Regions from separate parts of the Mus musculus genome. Here all the other regions are linked to region 1. Evidence: chromatin contacts called from public HiChIP or PLAC-seq and promoter capture Hi-C data. All regions are on one chromosome and are shown on one strand. Each heading gives the region's core, a stretch centred on a gene start, on an enhancer-like site or on the middle of the called end of the contact. The rest is flanking DNA. Distances are from core to core; before and after follow the strand shown. Region 1 holds the start of Romo1 (reactive oxygen species modulator 1). Region 2 holds the start of Procr (protein C receptor, endothelial). Region 3 overlaps Uqcc1 (ubiquinol-cytochrome c reductase complex assembly factor 1). Region 4 overlaps Epb41l1 (erythrocyte membrane protein band 4.1 like 1).

Region 1 (6,414 bases), core at 2,240-4,739:
TTTGATCTTGATTATTTGGCAAGAATGGGATTTCAAAATAATATTTCTCGATGGTAATTTTTTCAATTAATGTCTCTGTAAAAGTTTCTTTGTAAATACTGTATGTTTTAGTGTGTCTTGAGATTCCAAACAAAATGATCCCTGCATTTCCTCAAGGTGGCTGACGTAACAGATTGAGTAAGCAGTCTTGGGCAAGAGATGGGAAATGCAGAAAAAGGTTTTGTCTGGTTGCATATAATCTTTGCTCTTTTTAAGCTCTGTGAGCTCTGAAATATATTTTTGGGTTACTTCAGTGTGTTTGACAAGACAGCTTGATATTTCTATCAAACAAATGACTTTCATATTGCAACAATCTTTGTAAGAACCACTCAAATAAAATTCTCTGAAAAAGGCCACAAGAAAATTTTCGTTTTTCAAATGTTTTCATGTTACAAACTTAAGCAAAGGCTATCACAATATCCTTTGGGTTTCTTTCCTTCTTTTTTTCAAGTTAGTGTTTCAGCATTACATGCCTCAGATCTACCAAAGACTGAATATGTTACTCTCCTAACCTCTGGGCTGCTCGGAAAGGGGAGCTGTGTGTGTCAGCATACATGCCTAGACTAAGCTTATTTCATTCTTAGTGATAGACATCACTGTTGGTTGTCTAATACCACTACTACCAAGTATGTCCTCTCCACTGAAGAAAACAAGTTGCCCCTTGAAAATGCTCTCATCCTTCTCTACGTGTTTATCATTGTCTTTAGCTCTATAGTTTACAAAGTCACAAAAAAATACATAAGCACTACCATTCCTAACTCGACAAAAATAGCACCTCAAACTACTTCCTGGTCCCCAGTTACTCCTTAAAATGCTGAAGTCTTCACTACCTCATTCTTCTCTTTTCTTTTGACACCGAGGTTTCCTAAAGTCTTGACTGTTAAAAGCTGGTCACAAACCAGGAGGATGTCCTCAAACTCAGCTCCTTCTTGTTTCTAATATCCCTATGTTTAAAAAACAATTTCAATGTTTTCTTTATGAACAATGTCTATAAACATTGTTCCTGGATATATGTATACCACATACATGCTTGGTACTTGTGGAGGTCCTCTGGAAGTGAGCTTATAGTTTGTACAACAGGTGCTACGAAGTGAAGCCAAGTACTGCCCCGTCTTTCAATCAATTGGCACAATATGCATTGTAATGAATTATTTAGCCTTTTAGCAGATAGCAACTGTAGGAGGCTGTGGATTGGAACAAGGGAACTTAATTATGAATTCAAAAAAAATAAAGTATGACCTACTTGGGTGTCTAAAGCTTGCCAACCAATATATCTTACATCCTAGATGTATCAAGAGAAAAATAACAAAATTGTTTCTTGAATAAGATGTTCAGTAAAGCGTTTTGAATTGTCAGTTGTTATTACCTAATGACATTCTGAAGATCAACCAGAAAAACTCACCAAGGCTAATCAGGTTTGTATTCTTGGCCATCACAGGGGTAAGGTAACAAAAATTCCTGTAAGGAATTTTGTTAGCAACCTAGATAATTAAAATGTTCAATGCTGAGGCTGGTGATGTTTTTCTGAACTAGACAATCTCATACAATGTGCTGTTAACAGGATACCTGTTAGTAAGCAACTAAAGTTTATTTAATTGGTATGCTGGACAGGTTTAACGACGAGTCTCCATCTTCAGAGTGTTTGGATAAAGTGTGTGTATCAACAAGCCTGGGTAGAGATTTGGTTATTTGTCTCCAGAAGACAGATCATAGTTAGAATGAAACAATTTTGGGTCACCATTGAGATGGGTACTGGGACTACCAAACCTTTGGGTCTAGGATAAATACTAGGTAAAAATAGACTGATATAACGAGAAGAAAACAACTTTATTATTGTACAAGGGTCGAAATGGATGGGGAAGTTTAGGTATTGCAGGGCATCCTAGCCCTAATTAGCATCGTATGCCCATTCCAATGGCCATGAAAGTGCCAAACGTGCCGCCACTCTGCATCATGGTTTTCCCAATGCCGCCCATTAGCTCCCGACCCCGCATTCCGATCCTGAGGAGGAAACCAAGAAAGCAATTTGGGAATACAATTACAGGAATAGAGATTTGAACTAAGTACCCCCCTTTAAAATCTGTTGAATATATTAAGCACTAACAGCTTGACAATCTCATTTGTCATTCTTAAAATGCTACTCTTCCCCACATAGGATTAGCAATGACAAGGAAAATATCTATCTAGGGTCTCTAGGACCTGTGCTGAATGCTGCATTAGTTTGTAGATGCAGAGATAATGAAGTACATGGGCAAGAAAGCAGTCGTGTTTGTGCCTCTATGGTATTTTATCATTGAGTAGCCAGTTTTCTTCTAGATAATTCCTTAGTGTTTTGTTTTGTTTAACCTAGATTGAGTCAAGCGCTGCAATTTATAAACTGCATAAAGTGTAAAATGGACATTACAGACTCGGTAACTACACTTTTTAATTTATTATTTATTATTATTATTATTTATTTTGAGACGGTTTCTCTGTGTAACAGCCCTGGCTGTCTGGAACTCACATTTATATACCAGGCTAGTATCGAACTCAGGAATCTGCCACTCCGTCCAGAGTGCTGGTGGATTTAAGGTGCTCACAGCTAATGCTCGGTGGTTAACTACAGTACTTAGCACTACAATTAAACTAGTGCTGGGTAAATAGTAATTTATAAGCACAGTATCCAAATGTGATAGCAGTTTATCTCAGAGGTAGAATATTTCACTACACCTAATTCTCATCAGGCTTGCTTCATTACATGCAGTTGGGAGTTAAAACGCCATGCAACAATAATAACCCTTCGCTAAGTAATTACGACGTGCCAGATAATGTAAATCATACTAATATGATTGGCTCTTACAAAAGTGGAGGTAAGTGTCCAGTACTCCACTAAACTCAATAACACTGAACTAACAAAGGAGTCAGAAAGCCATTTTGACTTTAGAACTCAGATCCGTAAATCCTGTGCTTTCAACCTCGTCTGAGTGGGCTCTGGAGCCCTCGGAAGGCAGGAAGTTCTGTCCGCGAGGCTCACCTGAGACAGGAGAAGGTGCCGAACAGCGCCCCGGCCGCCATACCCACTGCGCAACCCATGACGAAGCCCATCTTCACGCGGTCGAAGCAGCTGGGCTGGGACTGCCCGTAGGGACCCACGGCCACCGGCATCTGCGGCGAGAGTGCTAGGACAGTGAGGGCCTGGTCACCAGCCGTGGCGTCGGCCAGGGGACGCACAGCAGGGTCACATAGCACCCGGGTCAGAAGCCAGCCCGCGGCACGCCTCCACCACCCTCGCGATGGAGGACCCCGCACGCGCGACGCAGGCCACTGTCGGGCCCCACCTCACCTCGTTCTCCGCTGCGATCGCTCAGCTCGACGTCTCACTCCGAATGCTAGGCGGAGGGCGCTCGCGGTCCGTGGGATCGCTTCCGGAGCACAGCGCAGTTACTTCCGGGAGCATGGGCTGAGGACTTGCAAGCGCCGCGGATGGTGGGCTCTGTGGCTGGGAACATGCTGCTGCGAGCCGCTTGGAGGCGGGCGTCGTTGGCGGCTACCTCCTTGGCCCTGGGAAGGTCCTCGGTGCCCACCCGGGGACTGCGCCTGCGCGGTACGTTCCCTTTCCTTTTCGTTCCCACGGTTTCTGGAGGAGCGAACCCCCTTGGGTCGGTGCTGCTAAGCACTGCATTATTGCGGATCCTACCCGCCTTGTTCCATCGCCCAGTCTCTTAAACCTTCCCGTCGCCCGGTCTCCTATTTGTTTTCGGGAGGGCCCTTACATACTGCTCCGCACTTCCCTTGAGCGGAATTCTCATCCTTCAGTTCTCTCCTGACCAAGTCTTAAAGATGCTAGATGAGCTTCCTCCTGCCGTGAACCTTTGAAGGAACCTGCGCTTTTCACTTTTCTTCTAAATGGCTTTGCTTTTTACAGCTCGTCCCACTCGGTGCTATGTAGTTTAAACATTGCCCCCGACTGCTGCTGCCCGCGCCCTTTCCAAGAACCCTGTGTCTATTACTTAACTCGATGTCTTTCAGCGCGTGTTGTTGTTTGTTTACTTTGACACTGGACCTCCGCCTTCCTTAAATTCACCTCAAAGAAGCTTTGACCATCTGTTGTTTTGTGTGCCCTTCGTCCACGGTTTCTCACTTTGCCACTGCTATCTGTTGTTAGTTGTAGATCATGGCCCCCATTCGCCTGTTCACTCAGAGGCAGAGGCAGTGCTGCGACCTCTCTACATGGACGTACAGGCCACCACTCCTCTGGTAAGGACTAACAGAGGTTCTTTGTAGGGAGGAAAGGTTAGAAGGACAAATTTCACCGACAGGCTAAAATTCATCCGACTTGAGAACTATTAAATGTGCTAGGAAAAGGAGCTGCCAGGAATCAGGAGGCTAAGATGTTAGTTTAGTAGAAAAGGCTTTACTGTTTTTTAGCTACTGACCCTGTCAGATCCTTCCAGTACAGGCATTATAACTAATAGTAATTGCTCGGGTGTTGGAGCTGGACAGTGTGGCATGGGTAGTTTGAGTGAGCTTAAGACCAGCCTAAGCCACATAGGGAGTTTCAAACCTATGTTGTTATTTTGTTTTGTTTTTAATTTTATATATACACAAGGACACTGTAGCTATGCTCAGACACTCCAGAAGAGGGCATCAGATTCCATTACAGATGGTTGTGAGCCACCATGTGGTTGCTGGGAATTGAACTCGGGACCTCTGGGAGAGCAGTCAGTGCTCTTTAACTGCTGAGCCATCTCTCCAGCCCCCTCAAACTTTTGTTTGTTTGTTTGTTTGTTTGTTAAATGTGCCAGGCATTGGTGGCACATGCCTTTAATCCCAGCATGGGGGGCGGGGGCAGAGGCTGGCAGATTTCCGAGTTCAAGGCCAGCCTGGTCTACAAAGTGAGTTCCAGGACAGCCAGGGCTATACAGAGAAACCCTGTCTCAAAAAACCCAAAAAGAAAAAAGAAAAGAAAAGTGTGTATCAGCACACCTGGCAGGCTTATAAATATGAGGTCAGATTCAACTACATAAGACCTTATCTTTCAATAAGTAAATGAAAAAATTAAAGAAAGACTTGTGGGAATTGCAGAACATTGCAGTTTGAAGTGGGCAACCTGGCAGGCTTATAAATATGAGGTCAGATTCAACTACATAAGACCTTATCTTTCAATAAGTAAATGAAAAAATTAAAGAAAGACTTGTGGGAATTGCAGAACATTGCAGTTTGAAGTGGGCATATATCAGGTTGCTATTTGATTAGTGTCTGAGAAGTGGAAGAAAGCAGAGAGTATCTGAAAGGTTGGAAATGCACTGAGCAAGGTTGGCAGGTAATGGTGGCTCGAGCAGGTTCTGAATTGACTTTGGGCTCTGTTTTCTTCTGTTCAGGATCCCAGAGTGCTTGATGCCATGCTCCCATACCTTGTCAACTACTATGGGAACCCTCATTCTCGGACTCATGCATATGGCTGGGAGAGCGAGGCAGCCATGGAACGTGCTCGCCAGGTTAGCACGAAGGACTGTGAGGAGTTCCAGTCAGTGGTCTATGTGACCTATTTCTTTCTTACAGATGGAAATAGCTGTTTTTCTAGAAGAGACTCAGGTAGTAGCTCTGGAATTTGACACTAAGTGTTTAATTAGTTCCCAGCTTCCCTAGGTGACCTCTGACAAATCCGCTCATTTCTCTAAGCCTTGAACTCCTCATCTACCAAGTGGAAAGTGAAATAGTTCATGCTGTATAAGATTATTGGGGAAATTAAATGAGGCAGTGCTCGTAAGGTTAACACTTGTGCATAACTCAAAACACATGTGGAAAGAGTTCAATAAATACATTTTTAAAAATGCATTTCGCGGGTCAATGGGACATGTCCATGGGTACCTTAACACAATGACTTGAATTTGATCCCTTAAATCTCCGTGGTATGTGTAGTTTTGTCTACACCACTTTATGTTCTTGGCTGGTTACACCTGTGTACACGGCCCAGAACCTATCTCACATCCAGGAATAGGAAACCACACACACCACGAGCTGGAGAGTTGGCTCAGCCGTTAAGAGCACTGACTTCTCTTCCAGAGGTCCTGAGTTCAGTTCTCAGCAACAACATGGTGGCTCACAACTGTCTGTAATGGGGTCCAATGCCCAATTCTGGTGTGTCTGAAGAGAGCAACAGTGTACTCACATATTTAAAATAAATAAATAAATCTTTTTAAAAAAGAGCCAGGTGATGGTAGCGCATGCCTTTAATCCCAGCACCTGGGAGGCAGAGGCAGGCGGATTTCTGAGTTTGAGGCCAGCCTGGTCTACAGAGTGAGTTCCAGGACAGCCAAGGCCACACAGAGAAACCCTGTCTTAGTAAATAAATAAATAAATAAATAAATAAATAAATAAATAAATAAATAAATA
Region 2 (6,815 bases), core at 2,206-4,705, 390 kb after region 1:
CCAGTGACTTAGGCTTTGTGGATGTACCCTCGCCTGAGTCTCCAGCCTCCTCATTTTGTTGCTCAAGGGATCCCTCATGTCCCTTCATTTGCCTGGCAGTCATGCCCTCCCCAACACACAGGCAGGGCCAGAATCCCCTCAGACCTTTCATGTTTTGCGTGGTGATGTGGTTCTCCAGGAACTCCACACAAGTGTCCTGAAGAAATTCCTGCAGTTCATACCGAGTCCGGTTGTAGGCATTGAGCTGCTTCAGGGTGAAGTTGGCTGCTTTGGAGGGCTCCTGGGAGCCTGACACCCACACGGCAGTCTTTGGCCGGAAACTTACAAAAGCGCTTCCATTCACGGCCACATCGAAGAAGACATGGGGTTCAGAGCCCTCCTCCTCCTCCTCCGGCAGCTCGCAGCCCAGGGAGCAGCTAACAGTGAGAGGAACTATGGAGAGGGATAGGGTCAGCTCTGTGCTTGCTTGAGAAGGTACTAGGTGTTGGGGGATGTTCACCAGGGGCAAAGGGGATGTGGGAGGAGGAAGGGATGCCTGGGGACAGAGGAGAGGGACTGGAGCCCTTGTAACGAGGAGCCGCGATGAAAACGTGGGACCATGGGAGAAAGGGGCAGAGAAGGCTTGTGAAAAGCAGTGGTGGTTTCCTGGACAAGACATCCAAGATATCGGGTTGTTGAGAGGAACCGGGGTTGTGAGGGAGCTATGGACAGGCCCATCAACATCTAGGAGAAGAGGTGGTCGGAGGCTGGATGAAGGGAAGGGTAGGGCGCTATGAGGAAAAGGAGTTGGCAGGATCTTCAGTGAAACTTCGGAGGTCAGAGAAGATGAGGGACAGGGTCCCCAAGCAGGTCTGTGTCACACCGGCCCCAAGAAGTATCTCATCAATCGATCAATTGATCGATCTATCGACCTACCTACCTAGCCCCAAAGACCACGCCCACCCATTCCTTCACAAAAATCCTGCTGTCTAGAGCATTAGCTTTAGTGCCCAAGCTCTGCCACAAAGCCCCTTTAGGCTCTTTCATCCTCCATGGCTCCCACCAGCTCCGACCAGGCGACCCAACTCACAGAACACGTTCTCCTTGCGCTCGCGATATACCAGCTTCACCAGGCTTTCGAACTGGGTCAGATAGATCTGCAGGCCACTCTCTGTGCGCTCCCAGCTCTCCGGATCCTGCCAGGGCTGTAGCTGGAGGATGGTGACGTTTTGGCTGGGGCCTTCCAGCGTGTGTGTCAGGAGTTTTCCCAGAGAGGCGTTGCCCTGATGCCTCACATGATGGTTGTCTTGGAAATAGGAGATCTGGAGCATATGCAGGCTTTGGGAGCCTGAGGGCAGAGTCAGCGCGTCAGGACCGCCAGCAAGGGACAGGGTAGCTGACAGCCAGAGATAATAACCCCTTACCCAGAGGCCTGCCGCCCACTTCGCAATCCCATAAAGCATTCGCCCACCCGCCCCTCCATTTGATGCTCACAACAACCCCTCCAGGAGAGGATGGGGTTATTATCTTTGCTTTACAGATGAGGAAACTGAGGTCTGCAATCGGAAAAGGCATTCCTCGATGCTTTTCCCTCCTTCACAGGGCCAGCCTGCCAAACCCTGGCCTCTGATGAGATCCCAATTCCAGTCCCTGTATCCTCTCCTGGACCACTGTCATCCCGCGGGGGGGGGGGGGGCACATTTCTCAATTTCGTCCTTTTGCTTTGTTTGTTTTTCAAGATAGGATTTCTTAGTGTAGCCCCAGCTATCCTCGGGCTGGATTTGTAAGCCAGGATGGCCTCCAACTCAGGGATCCACTTGTTGCTGCTGAAATTAAAACTGTGCACCAACACACTGGACTTGGTTTTATCCCTTCTTACTGGCTCTCCATCTGATCCAAAAAACCCTTAAAACCCTGCTGGGGTGTGTCCTACCCCTCCCAAATAATAATAGCTAATACCCATGAAGTACTTGTTACGCCTTAGGCACTGTTTTATACACATTATTAACTTATGCATGCCTTCCTACTAATGCTTTAACATGGTAGCTACTATTATTAACCCCTTGTGTATGGGAATCTGAGGCCAAGATGGTAAAGCAAACCAAGATTTGAATACTGGTAGCTGAAGCTAACCTGCCAATCTGAAGTCATTGCCTCTCCGTAGGACATCTGTCCACAGGACGGATCTCAGAGTCTAGGCTCAATCTGAGATCCACAGTAAGTTATCTGGCCCTAGTTGCCTTTTCTGGCGAATCTCCGTGTTCAGTTTTATCAAATGGCTTGGAGTTCCTCATGCCGACTTTTGGCCACCATATGAAGAGCTTGTCCAGGTTGCTCTCTGCTGCCCTTGTTCTGCCTGGCGAATCTCTATTGAAGCTGGGTTTGATTATCTGTCTTCAGTACCCAGGAAAGGGCTTTGGCAGTGTTGGCATTGTAACACCCCCCCACTCTCTCTCTCTCTCTCTCTCTCTCTCTCTCTCTCTCTCTCTCTCTCTCTCTCTCTCTCACACACACACACACACACACTGTTGCGTTGGAGAAGTTGATTTCTGTGTTTGCAAGTGTGGATATACTGGTGTGAGTAACCTCAGCAATGACCTGCAATGACCTTTAACTGTTCTGTGACCAAGTTTTCATCTTAGTAAGATTAGTGTGATAATATGGCGCACCACAAGTCAATGTGTGCATAAGATACAGTAGTCACTCTAAATATTGCCCCTCTGAGGGAGAAATGGAGGCTATAGGGAGTGGGGGGAGCTGGGCATCGATAGTGTTTGGCAATTAATTCCCCTTTTCTGTTTAAGAGCTTCCAGCAGCCTGATCTTCTGGCCTTGGCTCTTCTGCCCCCATCTCCCACCTCATCAGCTACATCTCCTGTCTTTCTCCTCCTTCCCATCACAACCTCCACACTTATCTCAGCTTTCCTAGGGTCTCCCTATCTGTCCATCTCATATCTCTTCCTGCCTTCCCAAGACTGACACTGCTCTCCTTGCCTTCTCACCTTGTTCTTATTCTCTCCACAGGTCCCTTCCACCAGCTTCCCCAGCCTTCTCCGGAGAGTTAACTGGACTTCCTCACCCTGTCTTTGAAACAGGAACCAAAGCCCAGGACCCAGCAGCTGTAGACATCCATGCTGTGTGGGCTTAGTTGTCCTATAATTAGGTCAAAGTTCCCAAATACACCAAGTCCCTAGAACACCCCCAGGCAGGAGCCTTGACCCAAACTCACCATCGGAGTTACAAAGGGCGCAGCCAGGCAGCAGCAGCAGCAGTAGCGGCAGAAACTTCGTCAACATCCTGGAGTTCTGGGTCCCACCTGGGTCGGGGCAGGCTCGGGTTCCTCAGGCTGCTGATTAGGAAAGAGAAGGGAGGCTGTCCGGGAGGGGCCGGAGCAGAGCGGAGGATGGAAAGAGAACGCGTGCAGGAAGAGGGAGTCAGGCTTTTAAAGTGTTACTTGGATCTGTCTCATTTCCTACTAGGGGGCCTGGCTCGCCTCGGCCCCTCCCAGCTGTGGGCCCTCCTGCCTGGACCTGCCTGTTTCTCCTCCCGCTGCTTGCTTCCGAGGCTTGAGGAGGAGCGGAAAAGGGGGAGAAGGGCTTGGCGAGAAGTCCGGTAGGTCGCCGCTGAGTCAGGGGGGTGGGGCGTCTGCTTTCGATGTTGCCGACTCTGTAGAGATGACGGGGAAACTGAGGTCAAAAGAGATGTAGGGATTTGCCCAAAGTTTGTACGTCCCGATGACGGCAGATCCAGGATTGGAATCTAACTTTCCAGGATAACTGCCTATAGTTTATCAGAAGTTTAAGTACACAGGAATTACACAACTGGAGGAGAGGGGCTCTCAGAAATAGTCACAGAGTCGAGTGAGTAAAAAAGAGTTCATTGTGGCAGAGATTTAGGAACGCTCTAGATAAATCTCAGCATCGGACAGGTCATAGTCATTTAGTGGCAATGACATCACAAATTAGTATGTCTTTTGAAAAAATGAAGTAGGACAGAATAAGAAATTTGATGCATCATCCTTAGTAAGCAATATTTCCTGAAATATGTGTTCACTTATATAAGGACGTTTCTGTCTGTGCATTTTCAACTTTAAAAAAAAAAAAAAAAGCCGGGCGTGGTGGCACACGCCTTTAATCCCAGCACTTGGGAGGCAGAGGCAGGTGGATTTCTGAGTTTGAGGCCAGCCTGGCCTACAGAGTGAGTCCAGGACAGCCAGGGCTACACAGAAAAACCCTGTCTCAAAAAACAAAAACAAAAACAAAAACAAAAAAAAACAAAACAAAACAAACACCCAAAAAAACCAAAAAAACCAAAAAACCATAAAAACCCAAACAGGGTCTTACTATCCATATGAGGTTGGCTTTGAACTCACAGAGCTCCAACTTACCCTGCCTTCTGAGTGCTGGGATTCAAGATATCAGCCACCATGACCAGTATCTTATACTTTTTAAGTTAGTATGTATAGTAAGGGGTTTCATTATGGCATATATATACACATACACACACACACACACACACATATATGTGTGTGTGTGTATGTATATGTATGTAAATATACATATACGTATATACATATATGTGTATATATGTATGTATATATATATTTATACTTTGTTCTTAGATATCCTCCCAGACACACACGCTTACATGTGTGAATGCACACACACACCCCTAGCTTCCACATATGAGTGAGAACATGCAGTATTTGACTTTCCGAATCTAGTTAATTCACTTAACAGGCTGACCTACAGTTTCATTTGTTTTCTTGAAAATGTTACAATTTAACCTCCCCCTTTGCCTAGAGTCTCATAGAGCTTATATGCCACATGCTCTTTATCCATTCCTGAATTGATGACGTGCGGGTATGTTTCTGTGATGGGTTTTGGACAGCCGTGTGTAGCTCGGATATTATTTAGGAAGTAAGTAGCTTGGTTTAAAGTCAGTCTCTCAAGTTAGGAAAGCCCCTATGGTAAAAATACTACTTAGAAATAAAAACAAAACCAAAAATCTTCCCTCGCAAAACCGCTACTTCATTTCATATTGCTTAGAGTCACTTGAAGCTGTAGTACTTGTTCACATGTTTGTTGTCTGAATTTCCCACCAAAATGGCAAGCCCCATGGGAATAGGGAGGCTGGCTATCTTGCTCCATGCTGATTCAGTGGTACACGTCACACAGAAACATCAGCTAGAAGACAGAAGGAGGTTGGCATGCAGTGCACACATCTCTAGGAGTAAGTTATAGACCACTAGATACAGCTTAGAACCATCTATTCATCCACAAACAACCAAGCACACTTGTCTCTGTAAGCAGCAAATGAATATAGAAGCATGTGTATTAGGTAGAGCAATGGTTTATTTCTGGGGACGGGAAGAGAGGGGAGGAGAGGGAAGGAGAGGGAGAGAGAGGGAGATGGGGTGGGGGGAGAGACTGAGACAGCAGAGAAGAGTGGGAAATCTTGTGAAAACTTTTGTCACTATTTTGCAAAGGGTTTTTCTCATTATAAATATAATTGTCTTAAATAGTTAATTTTACATCTAGAATATGATCATATATTTCCTACTTAGTTAAAAACAAGAATTTCAAATAACAGGTTATGGTACACCCCTGTACTAGAAGAGTGGTGTGGGAGAGGGGGGTAGAACCGGAAGGATCGATGAGCCATGATGGGGCAGGAAGATATGGACCAAATATGGATGGTGTGTCCCATGTTGTATTAAGAATTACTCCTGTCTAGGTAATACATTTATAATTCCATCCTCACATCTCCTAACTATGTCTGTTCAAACACACAGGAGAATGTCTGCAGGCCAACTGTGGCTCAAGGTTGTCTCTGGGGCACAGGCGTGGGTCAAGCACCAATAGAGGAATTTTAACTCTTTATATCCTTCTTGGTGTCACAGTGGCAGTGCACAGGCTCCCGTTCTCTGAGCTGTATTTGTAAGCATGCCATGCTCACTTCTCTGCTACTGCAGACTTCCCAGCCCATCCTGGAGAGACGAATGAGCCCTCAACGTTGAGGGATTCAAATCACAGCTAAGTGCATGGTCTTGTATTTGAAGAATCATTACCTCACGTTTGTAGAATTGCATTCTAAACACATCTATCCCCACTGCCCAGAAGAGATTCAACATGACAAATGTAACTGAAGCTACATCAACTCATCTTCTGTTGTAGCTCTCTCCCCTGCGTTGATCTCTGAATTTATAACATCATATGAAAATAAAAGTTGACTATTTCCATTTCTTTGCATTTCTGTATAACTATACCATCTATGCACGCATCCTAAACAATACAGCTGTGTATTAGTCAGGGTTCTTCAGGGTCGTAGAACTTATGGAATGACTATATACATATCTACTACATATATAAAACTTACAGAATGAGTATACACACACACATATATACATGTGTATGTGTGTGTGTGTGTGTGTGTGTGTATGAGTATATGTGTGTGAGGCTGGTCTGGTGCTGCTATAAACTTAAATATTAAATATTGGCTCCTCAAGATCTGGTTTTCCCTAAAGAGGAGATGCTCATATATACCAAATGATGCTCTGTAAACCTTGACCCCACCCCCAACAACAAGTGATCCCAGATTGGTTAATAAAGAGGCCTACATCCTGGGCCGGGCAGAAGAAATGTGGCAGAGTAAAGCTTCCCAGGCTTGGGGTTCTCAGGAAGAGATCACAAGGAAAGGAGACAGAAGAAGAAGAGGGAAGGACTCACCATTAGGTAGGGGGATCTTGAGCACATGGCCATGAAGGCCAGCTTGTTGGAGTAGGAGCTGCCCCGGAGGAACACAGCAAGTGACATCTTGGGGGTTATTACCAGGGAA
Region 3 (7,003 bases), core at 1,634-4,133, 270 kb after region 1:
TATGTCATAGTTGTTCGTGCATATTGGCTATCTTCTAGATGAATTCCTAAGGGTCAGGACTGCATGTATCACTCTTTGTAGTCTCCAGAGTGCTTATAATTTACCTGTTGGCTGAATAGTGACTCTCTGAAGAATGAAAGAACACAATTCTAGAGGCCTGGGATAGGTATTAGGGAAATGGGGCAGGAGATACCGTTTTATTCTGAGGATATTTATCTGTGTTGGTTTTAAATATTGGGAGAAAGACTGATTTTTTTTTCTAGTGACAATTTTTAAGTTACATTTATTTGCATGAGTGCCTGTACTTGTGTGTACAGGTGTGCACGTGCTAGGTATGTGTGTGGAGGTCAGAGAACAGCTTCCAGGACTCAGCTCTCTGCTTCTACCGTGCAGGTGCTAGGGAACTGACCCAGGCCCAGGCTTGGCAGCAGGCTCACACTGCTGAGCCATCCTACCAAGTCCCCTGCCTTCATTTTTTATGTTTCTATTTTCTGTGCTTTTTAATTTCCTACTGAAATTGATTGTTTTGTTTTGTTTTTTTAAACCTGAGCTTACAATAGGGTATTTTACGTTTCAAAAATGGGATTAACAAAGGCTTTAGATTTTCTAAAACTCTCCTTCCAATCTTCCAAGTTTCAAATAACCCCTTCCCCATGTTCTTCCTCCCCAGAAAGATTTCCAAAGAGGGCTAGGGATCTAACTCGGGATAGAATGCCTACCTAGCAGGGGCTGTAAGTCGGTGATAAAATGCTCACCTAGCATTCATGTGGACTTGCGTGTTATCCCTAGCACTTAAAATAAACAGGAGACAAATCTTAAATTCCTAGTTTACTGTGCTGGGCTTCTCATCTCAAGGTCAGGCTTAAAACTCAGTGAAATATAAGGACTGCTTTAAAGATGTTTTTTATAATCATAAATATAGATGGTGTGTGTATGTAAATAAAGAACCTTTGGAATGGATAACACACAAATAAGAATCAGTTTGCTCTTCGATGACAGTAGCTCCTTGGAAGGGTTTTAAGTGGCCTAAGCTATTGGAATTGGACACTCAGTTATTAGGATGAATATTAGGAGAAAGATAAGTTTTTAGGTTTTAAAAGTGTGTGTGTGTGTGTGTCCATCCACAGCGGCCAGAAGAAAGTGTTAGATCCCCAGAAGCTATAGTCACAGCTAGTTGTGAGCCACCTGGGAACCAAACTCAGCTCCTTTGGGATAGCAGGGACACTTTCAAACTGCTGAGCCCTCCCTCTAGCCTGAAAACTAAATTCTTAGAAGGAAACGTGCTTTTTTTTGTTTTTGTTTTTTGTTTTATTTTGTATTTGTTTGTTTGTTTGTTTTGAGACAGGGTTTCTCTGTATAGCCCTGGCTGTCCTGGAACTCACTTTGTAGACCAGGCTGGCCTCGAACTCAGAAATCCGCCTGCCTCTGACTCCCAAGTCCTGGGATTAAAGGTGCGTGCCACCACCACCTGGCGGAAAAGTGCCTTTTCACTGGAGACTGGGTTGTGAATTTGAGCTGAGTCCACAGAGGATGTACCTACCCCCTGGAGGTACACTCTCCGCCCATGTAAGTTTCTGAAAACCTGATGAGGAAGCATTCAAGCAAGTCGTTTGCCAACCGATTTGGCACCTGCACCCAGAACCCAGAATACTATTCTGATGGCTCAGTCACTTGTCCTTCCCAGTGACTCTCTGGTTCACAACCCCCACCCCAGCCTCCCACAATGCTAGGGAGCCACTCTAGTTCCTTGCGCATGCTCGGGGCGTCTGTCATTGATCCAGGACCCTAGCCTTCCTTTTTGCTTTTTGTTTTTAGAATAAGGTCTAACTAAGTTGCCCAGGTTGGCCTTGAACTTCTGTATCTCAGTTAGACCTCGATCTTTGATCCTCCTGCCTCAGCCTCTGGGGGAGCTTGCACCACCAGGCTCTCCCGGAGCCACTTCCTTTTACCAGAAGGCCTTCAAAAAAGATTGATAACGCTTTCCATGTTGAAAATGAGTTGCAGCACGGAATTCCCAGTACACTTGGTCATTTATCTGGAGTGCCATTCCTGCCTTGAGTTACAAACTGTGGGGTTCCTGACGCATCAGAAACAGAGCTCCGAACATGATAGGCATTCTGTAAATATTCCTTTTCCAAGTGGGTAAAAAAAAAAAAAAAAAGAATTGGATCCTTTCGTTGTTTTTAAAATCACACTTATTTAGTTGGATGTCCCACTCCATAGTGTTTCTGTAAAGGAGCAGTGACCTTGTTCCACTTTTCAAAGTCTTGCTCGGGGCCAGCAAGAAGATAGATGGCTCAGCAGGTAAGGGTGCTTGCTGCCCAGCCAGACGATCTGAGTTCTAACCCCAGGCCCCACACGGTGGATGGAGGGAGGCATTTCCCACACTTGTCCTTACTTCAACGTGATGGCCATGGTAGACAGGTGCATGCATCCACAAACATGCACGTGCGTGTACACCTTGTATGTGTGTGTGTGTGTGTGTGTGTGTGTGTGTGTGTGTGTGTGTGTGTGCGTGCACGTGTGCCGTCTATAAGCTCATACTCCACAAACAACCCTCCTTTAGTGCCCCATACACCGAATGCTCCTAGCTCAGCTCTCCTTTCAAGGGACCAGACTTCCCCCTCAAGTCTTTGTTTTTCTTTGCCTGATTACATTTGATGTCCCCTGTTCACAGTCATCACACCGTGAAAGGTGAGTGCAGGGACGTGGGAGTGACGGATATAGCCAGCCAGAGTCATTTTCCGGCTCACCTTTCAGGGGCTGCCAAGGCTTCTTCCAAATAAGTCTCCCTGTCAGGAGTCACAGGACAAACAGCCCTATGAAACATCCTTCCTGTCTCCCTCTGTCGTCACCACCGTTAGTTGAGCCTCCTAAGCTGAATTCTTAGTCATCCCCGAGTCCCGCCTCTTCCTCTGCATCTGCTTGGCTTGCCTGTTGCATGCTTCACATATCTCAGTGGATTCTCAGTGGCCCATTGCTTCACTTCGGGCAACATCTCGCTTTATTGCAAGTCACTTCTGAAGCAATTCTTGGCTATTCCCAATCCAGGCCTCCTGCCACCTGACTGCCAGAGGCCACCTTTCTGAGTCCTGCATCTGGTCATGTCCCTCTCATACTAGAGACCTGAGTGCTTTCACCACATAGGGGACAAAATTTAAATACCTTGGAAGTGTGTATAGAACCTTTGGTAGGTACATAAACCAACTTGTTTATCTCTCTCTCTCTCTCTCTCTCTCTCTCTCTCTCTCTCTCTATGTAGTCCTGGCTATATTGGAACTTGCTATGTAGACCAGGCCAGCTTCAAACTCACAGAGATCCTCCTGCCTCTGCTTCTGACTGCTGTCTTTTTTTTTTTAGTAAAACATTGAACTATTTAAATGTTCCTAAAATATTAAAATCTTTAAATTTTTTATTTTCAGTTTTTTGAAACGTCAAGAACTTATTTTATTTATTTTAAAATAAACATTGGAGCCTTCCCCATTATCCACCACCTTACAAAACTCTTGAATGTAGAATGTTCAACAGCCTAAGCAGTTTTAGTAGCTACAAAACCAGCAAAAACTACAGTTGTCTAATGATGAATATCTGAGAATAATTATTGTTTTGAGTAGCTGATTACCATCTTGGAAAAAAATGTTTGCAAAAGGCTAAAAGTAAAATTTAATTTCTGTACAGAAAATAACATTAACTTAGCCTTTGCTATTTTGAGTCTTTAAAAATTAAAATACGATTACATCATTTCCCCCTCCTACACAATCTAAAATGTCTTGATATCTGCAGTTTATCAAATATTTTAACAACAAAAAAAGGGGGGCGGGTGTTTAAGCCTAAAATGATAACTGTAGGCTCTGGGGATCTGAACTTGGGCCCTTTTGCATGAATGGCAAGCTTTTTACTGGCTGAGCCATTTCCTGTCCTCTGTACAGATCTTTTTTTAAAAAATAGATTTTTAATTTTTATTTTCCATGCATTTTACCTGTATGTGTGCCTGTACACCACCTGTGTGCTTGATGCCTGAGTGGGCAAGAAGAAGGCATCAGGTCCCCTGGACCTGGAGTTGCAGATGGTTGTGAGCCTCTGTGTTGTTGGGAATTGAACCCAGGTCCTCAGCAGGGACAGCCAGTGGCCTTAATCTGCTAAGCCATCTCTTTAGCGCCCTCTGTAATAAACTTTTGAGCCTTAATTGATTTATGCAGTTGATTTAATTCAAATTATATAAACTTAGGATCTTACTGTCCCTGGTGTTCTGGGCAGCCCGGTGCCTCAGGCCTCAGTACACAGACTTGTTTGGGGAGCATAGGTACTTGACTGTCATTGTCTTCTGGCTTGACTGTCATTATCTTCTGGCTGACAGTCTTCTCTGATCATTTGCTTTCTGGGGTCATCTGACCACCATCATCCCCAACAAAAGGCTCATTATTCTCTCCCCTCCCTGCCTCATGGGTTCTTTCTGTGGTTATGCTCCGAATCTACTTTATAAGGAAAATGTGCCTCAGACTGGAGGGGGAGAGCCTGAGAGATTTTTTTTAACTAACTAACTTACTTTCTTTCTTTCTTTTTTTTTTTTCCCGAAACAGGGTTTCTCTGTGTAGCCCTATGGCTGTCCTGTGTCCTGGAACTCACTCTGTAGGCCAGGCTGGCCTCAAACTCAGAAATCCGCCTGCCTGCCTCTGCCTCCCAAGTGCTGGGATTAAAGGCGTGTGCCACCACTGCCCGGCTAGCTTTGATTTTTCAATCCATGAAGATTGTGCATATACCACCGATATGGGTCAGGCCCTTCCCAGTTCTGTGTCAAGGAAACAGAGTTTCAGTAATGTACAGTGTCTTACCCTGGATTGTAGAGCTAGCACGCATTGGCATGGGGACCGCAGCTGTGACATTCCTATGCCCAGTATTCCCATACCGTCCCTGAAATTCCACCCCTCATCTGTTGGTTACCAAACACCAAGAGGGTGGCTGTCCTTGAATCTGGAAATGCCTGAATCCTCGTTGATTTGGAGTTTTTGAACCTAGTAGGTAGAGGTTTCCTACCTCTGAACTACCAGAGATGGCGGGAGAAAAGACAGGTGCGCATGGGCGTGCTCCTGGACCTGTGCTGTCCTCGTCTCCCAGCAGTTAGAGCTTCATGTCTCCACATCGTGGGAATTTGCCTCAGTTGATCTTAGTTATTTTTCAGAGACTCCTCAGTTATGTTTTTTTAAGGAGAGCAGAACTGGGAGGCTGAGCACGGGCTCAAGAGGCTGGGCCAGGAGACTAACAAAGGCAGTATTATGTGTTCATGGCAAAGCCAATAAATGAATTCAAGAGACACCTAGATGTGTTTCTAGAGGAGGACATGGGGGGGGGAAGGGTCTGGTGGAGAGGCAGAAAGGTGGGATTAAGATAAATTATAATGGAGCCAGCTTGCTGGATAAGGGGACCACCCCTTCCTGTTCCCACCGAGCTTCAGATTCCTTGTCCTGCACAGTTGAAAAGTTAAAACCCGGTCTGTACCACGTACCTCATAGTCACTCCTTCAGACCCTGCCTCAGGAAAAGAAGATTGTCCCAAGGCTATTTCAGCATGTGTTTGGGTGCTACACCCACCAGATGTTGCTGGGAATCTTAGATTCTAACCTAAAACGGAGTCTTGAGCTAACTGGTCCAAGGCCTAGGTTTTAATTTCCATGCATCCCTGAAGCCTCAGCATCACGTGGGGATTTGTTAAGAATCGGCTGGCTGAGAAACTCTGAATGGGGCCTGTGGTGGTTTGAATGGGAGTGTCCTCCATGGGACGTTCAGATGTTTGAATACTTGGTCCCTGGTTGGTGGCACTTTGGGGTAGGTTTAGGAGGTGTGGCCTTGTTGGAGGAAGTCTGTCTTCCAGGTTTCAAATCCACCTGCCCTCCCGGTTTGCTCCCTCTGCTTTCTCTTTGCAGTTCAGGATGTAAGCCCTCAGCTTGTTTGTTCCTCCAGCCGCCATGTTATGCCTGCCTCTTGATGCTGCTCCCTCCTCCACCCTTTGGAACCATAAGCCCAACTCCTATATCCTGATCACAGTATAAACCAAACCCTTCTGTTTCAGAACCGCTTATCCCTCGCCTGACCCTGTCTGTTATCTACTGGAGAGCGGAGAGAGAATTGTAACCAGAAACTGACTGTGGACCCATGACTGTCTGGGTGTCAGTTCTTAGCTCTTCTTGCTGGGTGGGGTAGGATGAGGTCAGGCACAAATGCCACACAGTGGTTGAGTGTGATGGTGACAGCCATTTATATCCGCTCACTGCTCTCCCTTCCTGCGTACTTTACGAGAGCTGTGGCTTTTACTATCTTATAACTGTCCATCTGTGAGACTGTACTCTACCTCCACTTTACAGATGAGGAAACCAGAGACCAGGGAGACAAGTGTACTGTTCCCAGCAGCAGCCATAGCTTTTATTATCACAAACTTGGTGGCCTGAAACAACAGAAATTGATTCTCTCATAGTCCTAGATTCTAGGACCTCTGGATCCAGGTGTCCTTCTGATGGCTCTAGGGAAGGGTCTGTTCCTTGCCCTGTCAGCCTCTGGTGGCTTGCCAACATACCTTGACTTCTGGTTGCATCTCCTCTTTTCTCTGACTTGAATCCCCTTCAGCCTCTCTCTGTAAGGATGGATGGGATGCACTTAGATTGATGTCCATATCTTAAAAGTCTTAATCATGTCTTCAAATTTATCTATATTCATATGAAGAACATTTCAAGAAGTAAGGACACAGGAGTCTTCTGGAAGGCTGCTTTTCATGTAGTATAACTGGGCTCCTCCACCTGTGCCCCAGCTCCCAAATAACGACTAGGAGACTTATTCATTTAAAAAATGCCTAGACCATAAACTAGGTTTGTTTCCCAACTAGCTCATAACTTATATTATCCCATTTATACTATTCTTTGTCTGCCATAGGGCCGGTTACCTCTCCTCAGTTTCGTATGTCTGACTCCCTCTGAGTCTGGGCAGGGACTGTCCCCTAGAGTTGTAATCTCTCC
Region 4 (6,628 bases), core at 3,856-6,355, 380 kb before region 1:
CTTGGGTTCTATTCCCAGACCCCATTTAAAAAATGCAAAAATTAGGTATTTGCTGCAACCTGCAATCTCATCATCACATGGGAGGTAGAAGCAGGAGGAAGCCCAAGGTCACCTTCAGCAGCACAATAAGTTTGAGGCCAGTCTGAGATACCTAACAGGGACCCTGTCTCATGAAGACAGAAGTGAAGGAGGAGGGACAGAGACAGAGAGACAGATAGAGACAGAGACAGCAATTGAGTAAATTCTAAGCTTGTTGAGGGCAAAGGATATACTGTAAGAGTCAGTGGTCTTATTTATCTAATAACTTTAAGTATGAACAGATGTGAACATCTGTGTTAGTATCTTCTCCCAGGAGACAACATATAGATAATGTCATCCAGTCTATTGACTTTTATAACTGGACATTTTGATGTTTTGATGACACCAGGTTATGGGATTTAAGGTCGTTTTGATTTCTTTATCCTTTGCATTAAAAACAAAGGTTGCTAAAACAAAGCAAGCCAGGGAGGGCAGAGGCCTGTCTGGGGTAGCCAGCTTACGACTCTCTAACGGCAGGAGCAGCTGCAAAGCCATTACTTGGCATACTGTAACAGTAGGAGAAAAAAATCTGGAAAATACATTTGTGTTATTTTATGTCATATTCAGAATGCCTGTGCTGGGGGTGGAACCCCAGGTAAGGACTCTGCTCTTGGTCACCAGGAGAAGGGACTGAGCTCTGAAGTCCTGTGGCAAGAAGAACCAGGGGCAATCCCTCAGACTTATACATTTTAAAAGTTGAAGAGCCACAGAGGACACACAGGAAGTGTGCACTAAGCTGTGAGCTGTTCCCAGGCAAGCTAGCCTTCTCCAGGGTGCAAGCTAGTTTCACCTCACTAACACATTCTTCAGTCATTTGGGCCTGGTTTGTTCATCTTTCCAATCGAATGTGGAACCTCCATGCATAAAAAATGACCCAGATAAGCTGTTCTGAACAACCAGTGACTGAGAGGTCTCCTTTTCTCTCCCCCAAGCTGCCTTGGAAAGATCCTCTCCACACGTATCAAGCAGCCTGAAAGCCATGCCTCTAAACTGCTAGCCATGAGCACTGAACACCCCCAGGAGGAGGGGGGGGAGGCAACATCACCCCCATTTACAGATGGGAAAGCATGGTTTTTCCCTGTTCCGTGTCTGACCTCAGGGAGGATGAAGGGAAGGAAAAGGTTGACCAAAGGGCTTGGCCACTTCAGTGAGGATCCTATGTTCAAATGGCCGGTCCCTGTGTCAGGTTACAGTAGGGGCACAGGTTACCTGGGTGCTGTCTGCAGCGGAGACTCTGCTTTGCAGCATGGCCTCTGGCTCAATCTTCTTCCTGATTGCCAGACTGCTGACGGTCATGGTTTCTGCTTTCACAGACTACAGGAACATAAAGGGGACACGTGAAAACTCAAGCCTAGACACAACTCCTCTTCACAGACAACAGGGATGCAGGAGGAGAAAGCTCTCTCCCAACCCCACGGAAAAGTATGTAAAGGCATGGTTGGTGTCACTGAGAAAGGACCCAAAGAGAGAGAGCCAAGGCCACTGCCTGCATGAGGAGGGCCTGACCCCATGCTTCAGGGCTGCATGTCTTTTGAGGCTGTATTGGTGTGGTTAAACTCAATGCTCAGCGTTCTCCTTACACACACGTCGCCTACACCTTTTAGTCACTTCGTGCAAACTGCTGCTCAGTGGAAGAACTACACACGGAAGTATCCAGGGGCCAGGCAACAGATGGGAACAGGCGAGGAGGCTAGCTGGCCGAAAGATATGGAAAGCATGGGGGATTCCATTCAGGTGTGGATTTATCGTCGCCTCTGCATGGTGGGCTTTTCTTTGGTATATTTTTTATGATATAAAAAAACACAATGTAATTTTAAAAATTAAAGCCAGAGAAAACACATCAGTTGGCTTTACAAACCGTATCCTAGGTGTCTCAAGCTAAATGATCAGCTTCTATTGACTCGACTCTCAGGCCTAGTTCATGGCTTTACACACTGTAGGTCTGATAAATGGATCTAGCTTTTCATGTGGTTGGAAGGAAGAGGGAGAAAGGAGAGATTCTTCCAGAATCCTGGTATCTAGCTGCTCATTCGTTTATCGTCCCTTGGTACCGAGTGTACCTTAGAACAGCTAAGACCTGGTGGGAGAAGGGCAGAGCAACCAGCCATTGCCCTGACTGTGCTGGAAATGTTAGAGCCAAAGTGGCAGGACAGAGCAGGATGCTGTAGGGCTAGTACTGCCTCCCAGGTAGCCAGAAAAGCACGGAGAGAGGTGCGTGAGCTGTCCTGGATCACGGTGAGGCACGGAAAGGGAGAAGGAGCCTTCCGCCCAGAGGGTACAGCATGGGGTAGGATACCAGCATGAATAAGCTGGTGTTCACTGTCTAGGGGTGGGGGCGAGGATCTGCTAGGGTAAAGGGAAAGGGGGAGTTTCTGAGACTCCTCTGTGCAGCTCTACTAAGGGAGCCACAAAGCAGAGAAGCTCAGACGCTGGCCCTGCATCCTCTCCAGAGGTTGTGTCTTCTCTTTTCCTGGAGTGTCCACTGCCAGCCCTAACATCTCAGGACCTGGTGGATTTAAATAACTGCCCCTTCTCCAGACCCTGGTAAAATGAGCCCTGGCCTGCATCAAGAAAAACCACTCAGCGTTCAGACCAGCTGTAGGAGGCTCAGGAGTCCACGGACACATGCTCTCTCCAGGTGCTATGCAGCACAGTTCAGGGGGATCAAGGAGGCAGTAAATCATCACTTGACCTCAGCAAGTGATGGGGGTCACGGGGTTAAAACTGCCACGGAGCACCTGTAAGTGGTGGACCGACACAGCAGACATGCGTTGCAGAACCATGCTGTTCTACGAGGGGCAGTCATGCAACACCAGACAGAGCTTCAGGCTGCAGCTGATGGCTGCTCTCCTTACTCATGGCCCAGAGCCCTCTGAACATGCAGTGCCCGGTTCTCCGTGAAGCTCCACTGTACCTCAAACTGGGGCATTTCTGGAGTGGAACAGGCCCCTCGATCCGGGCTGTCCTCGAGGCCCCCAGATTCATCCTCTTGGCTGGAGGGCCCCTTGAGATCCCGGGCGAACACCAGGCCCTCTGTCTCAGAGTCACTTTTATCCCGATCAAGCTCAGGGAGGCTTCGGGAGAAGTCTTCAAAGGCGCCGCCATGGTAGTCACCAATAACCGTGAAGTCCACCTCAGCCTCCAGGCTGGACGTGGAGCTGACCGTAATGCTGGAGCACTTGCGCTCAATGGCCAGGTGGTTGTCCTTCAGGAATACGGCGTCCCTCTCCTGGTCCTGGTCCTCATCTCCCGTGTCGCTCTCTGGGGCACGTGGGCGTGGTGGTTTGACTTTCTCCTCTGAGCCCTCCCTCAGCCCTGCTCTCTATGGCCGGATAAAATCGGGGGGGGGATGGGGATGTGGGGTGGGGAGAGAGAGAGGTCAAGATGGTGAATGCCAGAGGACATCTCAAGGTTGTGATGATGTTCCCAAGTGGAAGAACAAGTCAGGAAACGGAAAAACACCCCAGAAAGGTTTCCTTGGAATCGAACACAAAACAAAACAAAACACAACGAAACCTTCTCGAGAGTGGGGATGCTCTTTGGAGGGTCTCACATGGATGCCAAAGCAATACAAAGCTAGCATCCTTCCAGCGAGTTCTGGACAGGAGGCCCCCTCCAAGGCTAGGATCCAAAAGCCTGTCAGAAGCGGCATAAAGGCAGGGATGGAGGCCTGGACCACAGGCTCATCCGTGCAGGCGGCATTGAGAGGCAAACTGAGGAAGAAGGCCAGGGATTCAGGGGAACCTGGGAGAGGAGGCAGAGAGGCTGGGGCTGGAAGCTAGAGGAACACAGAAGAAGCCAGCAGCCTGTCAATTGCACTGAGTCTCTGGGGGAGAGGCAGCACCATCCAAGGGAAGAAGAAAAACTGACCCAGGACCTCTGGACTCCAGCTTCCTGGAATTCACACCAGTGCCGCCTTGAACTCCATGGTAACCACTGAGAGGAAGTTCTGTCCACATCAGTGTAATTGACAACGGCAGGCCAAGGGAACACCCAAGGGGAACCAGCAAACTGTGTCCTAAATACATACCTCTCAACTGGCCTGTCAGGGATTAAACACCACACGTGCATTTTGTTTGTTTGTTTTTGTTTTTTTGTTTTTTTGGGTTTGGTTTGTGACTTCCTTTCTTTCTTTTTTTTCTTTTTTTCTTTTCTTTTCTTTTTTTTTTTTTTTTTTTTGAGACCAATTCTAACACCCACACCATATTTAGAAAGAACTCATTTCAGTACGCTTCAGAGATTCACTTGTTAACCAGCCATCACGTGGCCAGGTTCTGGAAGGTTGAGAGGTGTGAGGAATATATTGCGGACAAGCCAGAGTGTGAACAGCTGCAAGGGGGTTGCTACTAGGGCAGGTGGGAACCTAGGGAACGGCGCATCCCGGTTGGATGAAGATGACCAAGTCATCGGGCACAGAGGGACTGCAGAGACCTGAAGGCCCGGAGGGCTGGCGAATCTCAGACGCCCCCCCTTCCCAGGGGTGCTTGGCGCTAAGCGGCCGAAGGAGTTCTTGTCTTCCCCGCCCGCATCTCCGGCTTTGCTCTGGATTAGAGAAGACAGTTAGTCTTAAGGAGGTAGAAGGAAGGTGGAGAGGGAAGCAGAGTGGAGGAGACCTCTGAACTGTCAGCTTCTACAAGGTGGGATTCAGGGGTGGGGAAGGGTGGAGTATGACCACTGTATAAGCCAAGCATGACAGGAGGAGTCCAGCAGGTGGGAGGGGCAAGGCAAAGCAGGTATGTAATCTGCTGCTGCTGCTGCTGGTGGTGGCTCCTTCTCTGCGGCCACTGTGCGATCCTCTGAACATACATAAGGTCGCAGCAAAGCCTGGGGACTCTAACGCGCTAACAAGGGCTGAGCAGATGACCCCATCTCTCAGCGGCTATCTCAGGCCCATGTAGGAGGAGACCTTCTAAGGATGACCAAGCAGTGTCATTGCAGGAATGGCGAGGGCCGCTGAGGCATGCTTCTAAGGTGCCACGGAGCATGCGCTCAGCCTCCACAAAGGGGAACTTAGTGGGTGCAGGGCTCACGTGGCCAGTTACCCCAGTAGCTTCCTCCAGCGTGGTTTCACAGCCTGAGTCAGGGGACACGAGCTCTGGGTCTGTGCATCTTTCCTGGTGGGAGGTAGTTGGGGTGGCCTCCCCATAGTGCTGGGTAGCCAGAGGCATGACAGAAGAACAGGTAACTTTGGGGCTGGCCAAGTCCCCAGGAGGCTGGAGTTGGACAAAGCCCAAGTCCCGAGGCTTACTGCGCTCCTCCACCTGTCCTGGGGACGCTTCCGAAGGCGGCTCATGTGGAAGGGTCCTCACTTCACCCTGACTGGCTCTGCAAGGCTCGGCTCCATGGGTCTCAAATATCCGAATTTTGTTAGCCACTGAGGTCTTGCTAACGTCTTCCTGGGAACCTCCTTGGTCCCTATCCTGGAGTGAAGTCTCCAGCTTTCCTGAAGGGAGCACCAACCCCAGGAGGGCAGGCCCCTCGGTTCCTTCAGGGACAACTCTGGGCTTCTTGCTGGCCACTGGAGGTGCTTTGCGCTCACCTTGCGGGTCCTTGTGCACTGGACTCTCTTCAGGGAGATGGATATACTTAAGAATCACGGGGGACTGATCTCTAATGAAACCCCTGGACTCCGAAGACTCCCCTGATCTAGGAGGGACTGGGCTTAGAGAAGTGGCTGCCAGGACCTCAGTGTGACCAGAGGAGGCTGGCAGGGGCGTGACTGCCTCCCTGTCTTCTGTCTCAGGTTCTACTGCATGAGTGGAAACTGCCCCCTTCTCTTTAGGCAGGAAGCTGGCTTGGTCTGGCCTGACTGGCTTCCTAACACAGGGAGGGATGGTCCTCAGAAGGGCACACGCCTGAGCATCTAGGTGCACCCTTCCTCCTCCTCCTCCTCCTCCTCCTCCTCCTCCTCCTCCTCCTCCTCCTCCTCCTCCTCCTCCTCCAGGAGGGTTCTTCTTCCATCTTGCCGGAGGACTTTTTTTTTCAGTCTTTCCCATCCAATCTATACTCGTGGGGGCCTCATCTTCAGCTACATCGGCCACTGGGTAGGCCAACTCTCCTTCCAGCCCTTGTGTGTTTTCCCAGCCCTCTTCCAGAGTCTGACAGACAGCTGATCCCTGCAGATCATCAGGTCTTCCACGGTCCCTGGGGGACCAGGCTTCTTCTGCTGAGGAAGCCATATGGGCTTCATCTTTATTCTGGCTGGAACCCGGGGCAGAAGCCCTTGGGTCTGAGGACTTCGGCTCCCAGTTCTCTGTGTGCGCCCCAGCCAGCTCCAGCCAGGTCCCATCTCCAGGAGGGGCATCCAGGTGCTCTTCTCTGTCCCCTAAGGATGGGGCAAGAAGGGAGTCCTCAGAGTCTTTCTTTCCGTAGTTCAGACAGAAGCTCCTCTCTGCGAAGGAGGTGTCAGTCTCGTCACTCGAGTCAGCTCTGGCTTCTGTTTGCGCTGGATCCAACAGGAAGGACTGGAGTCCCCCTTTGTCTGATGCAGGAGAAAGAACCTCTCCCTGCACTGGCCCAACCCCCGCAGCCGTCAGTCTTCCCCAGGTCT

What was found. Promoter capture Hi-C pulls out the DNA fragments that hold promoters and counts their contacts. HiChIP or PLAC-seq counts read pairs in DNA pulled down with a chosen protein or histone mark.
Region 2: a promoter capture Hi-C map of liver shows a contact between it and region 1, with 2.8 times the contacts expected there. The contact joins the promoter of Procr here to the promoter of Romo1 in region 1.
Region 3: an H3K4me3 HiChIP or PLAC-seq map of bone marrow-derived macrophages shows a contact between it and region 1, with 2.3 times the contacts expected there. The contact joins the enhancer-like site here to the promoter of Romo1 in region 1. A contact is called at or near these places in 2 of 39 promoter capture datasets (both in the C10 cell line) and 1 of 115 datasets of contacts at active chromatin or transcription factors (bone marrow-derived macrophages).
Region 4: an H3K4me3 HiChIP or PLAC-seq map of bone marrow-derived macrophages shows a contact between it and region 1, with 3 times the contacts expected there. The contact joins the enhancer-like site here to the promoter of Romo1 in region 1. A contact is called at or near these places in 5 of 39 promoter capture datasets (the 3T3-L1 cell line, hippocampal neurons, liver and 1 more) and 1 of 115 datasets of contacts at active chromatin or transcription factors (bone marrow-derived macrophages).

The regions. Positions count from the first base shown.
Region 1 is chr2:156,141,228-156,147,641 of GRCm38.p6, reverse strand. It overlaps Romo1 (reactive oxygen species modulator 1), which reads right to left and starts at 3,489. Exons shown (of 3, transcript NM_001164216.1): 1 at 3,362-3,489; 2 at 3,053-3,183; 3 at 1,848-2,040. The coding sequence starts at 3,183. The coding sequence ends at 1,932. It overlaps Nfs1 (nitrogen fixation gene 1 (S. cerevisiae)), which reads left to right and starts at 3,456. Exons shown (of 13, transcript NM_010911.2): 1 at 3,456-3,622; 2 at 4,184-4,275; 3 at 5,400-5,516. The coding sequence starts at 3,502. It overlaps Rbm39 (RNA binding motif protein 39), which reads left to right. Exons shown (of 17, transcript NM_001291114.1): 17 at 1-403.
Region 2 is chr2:155,747,857-155,754,671 of GRCm38.p6, reverse strand. It overlaps Procr (protein C receptor, endothelial), which reads right to left and starts at 3,455. Exons shown (of 4, transcript NM_011171.2): 1 at 3,208-3,455; 2 at 1,070-1,327; 3 at 145-432. The coding sequence starts at 3,274.
Region 3 is chr2:155,875,026-155,882,028 of GRCm38.p6, reverse strand. The region is part of intron 7 of Uqcc1 (ubiquinol-cytochrome c reductase complex assembly factor 1); the gene reads left to right. Among named protein-coding and RNA genes, the nearest start is that of Fam83c, 44 kb to the right of the region's middle. Within about 2 kb of position 2,883, at least 83 of the 459 cell types and tissues checked have an H3K27ac peak or open chromatin away from gene starts, as enhancers often do. A contact at or near this core is called in bone marrow-derived macrophages, where this site is marked.
Region 4 is chr2:156,521,653-156,528,280 of GRCm38.p6, reverse strand. It overlaps Epb41l1 (erythrocyte membrane protein band 4.1 like 1), which reads right to left. Exons shown (of 25, transcript NM_001368800.1): 16 at 5,121-6,628; 17 at 4,510-4,620; 18 at 2,993-3,400; 19 at 1,288-1,392. Among named protein-coding and RNA genes, the nearest start is that of Aar2, 23 kb to the left of the region's middle. Within about 2 kb of position 5,105, at least 20 of the 459 cell types and tissues checked have an H3K27ac peak or open chromatin away from gene starts, as enhancers often do. A contact at or near this core is called in bone marrow-derived macrophages, where this site is marked.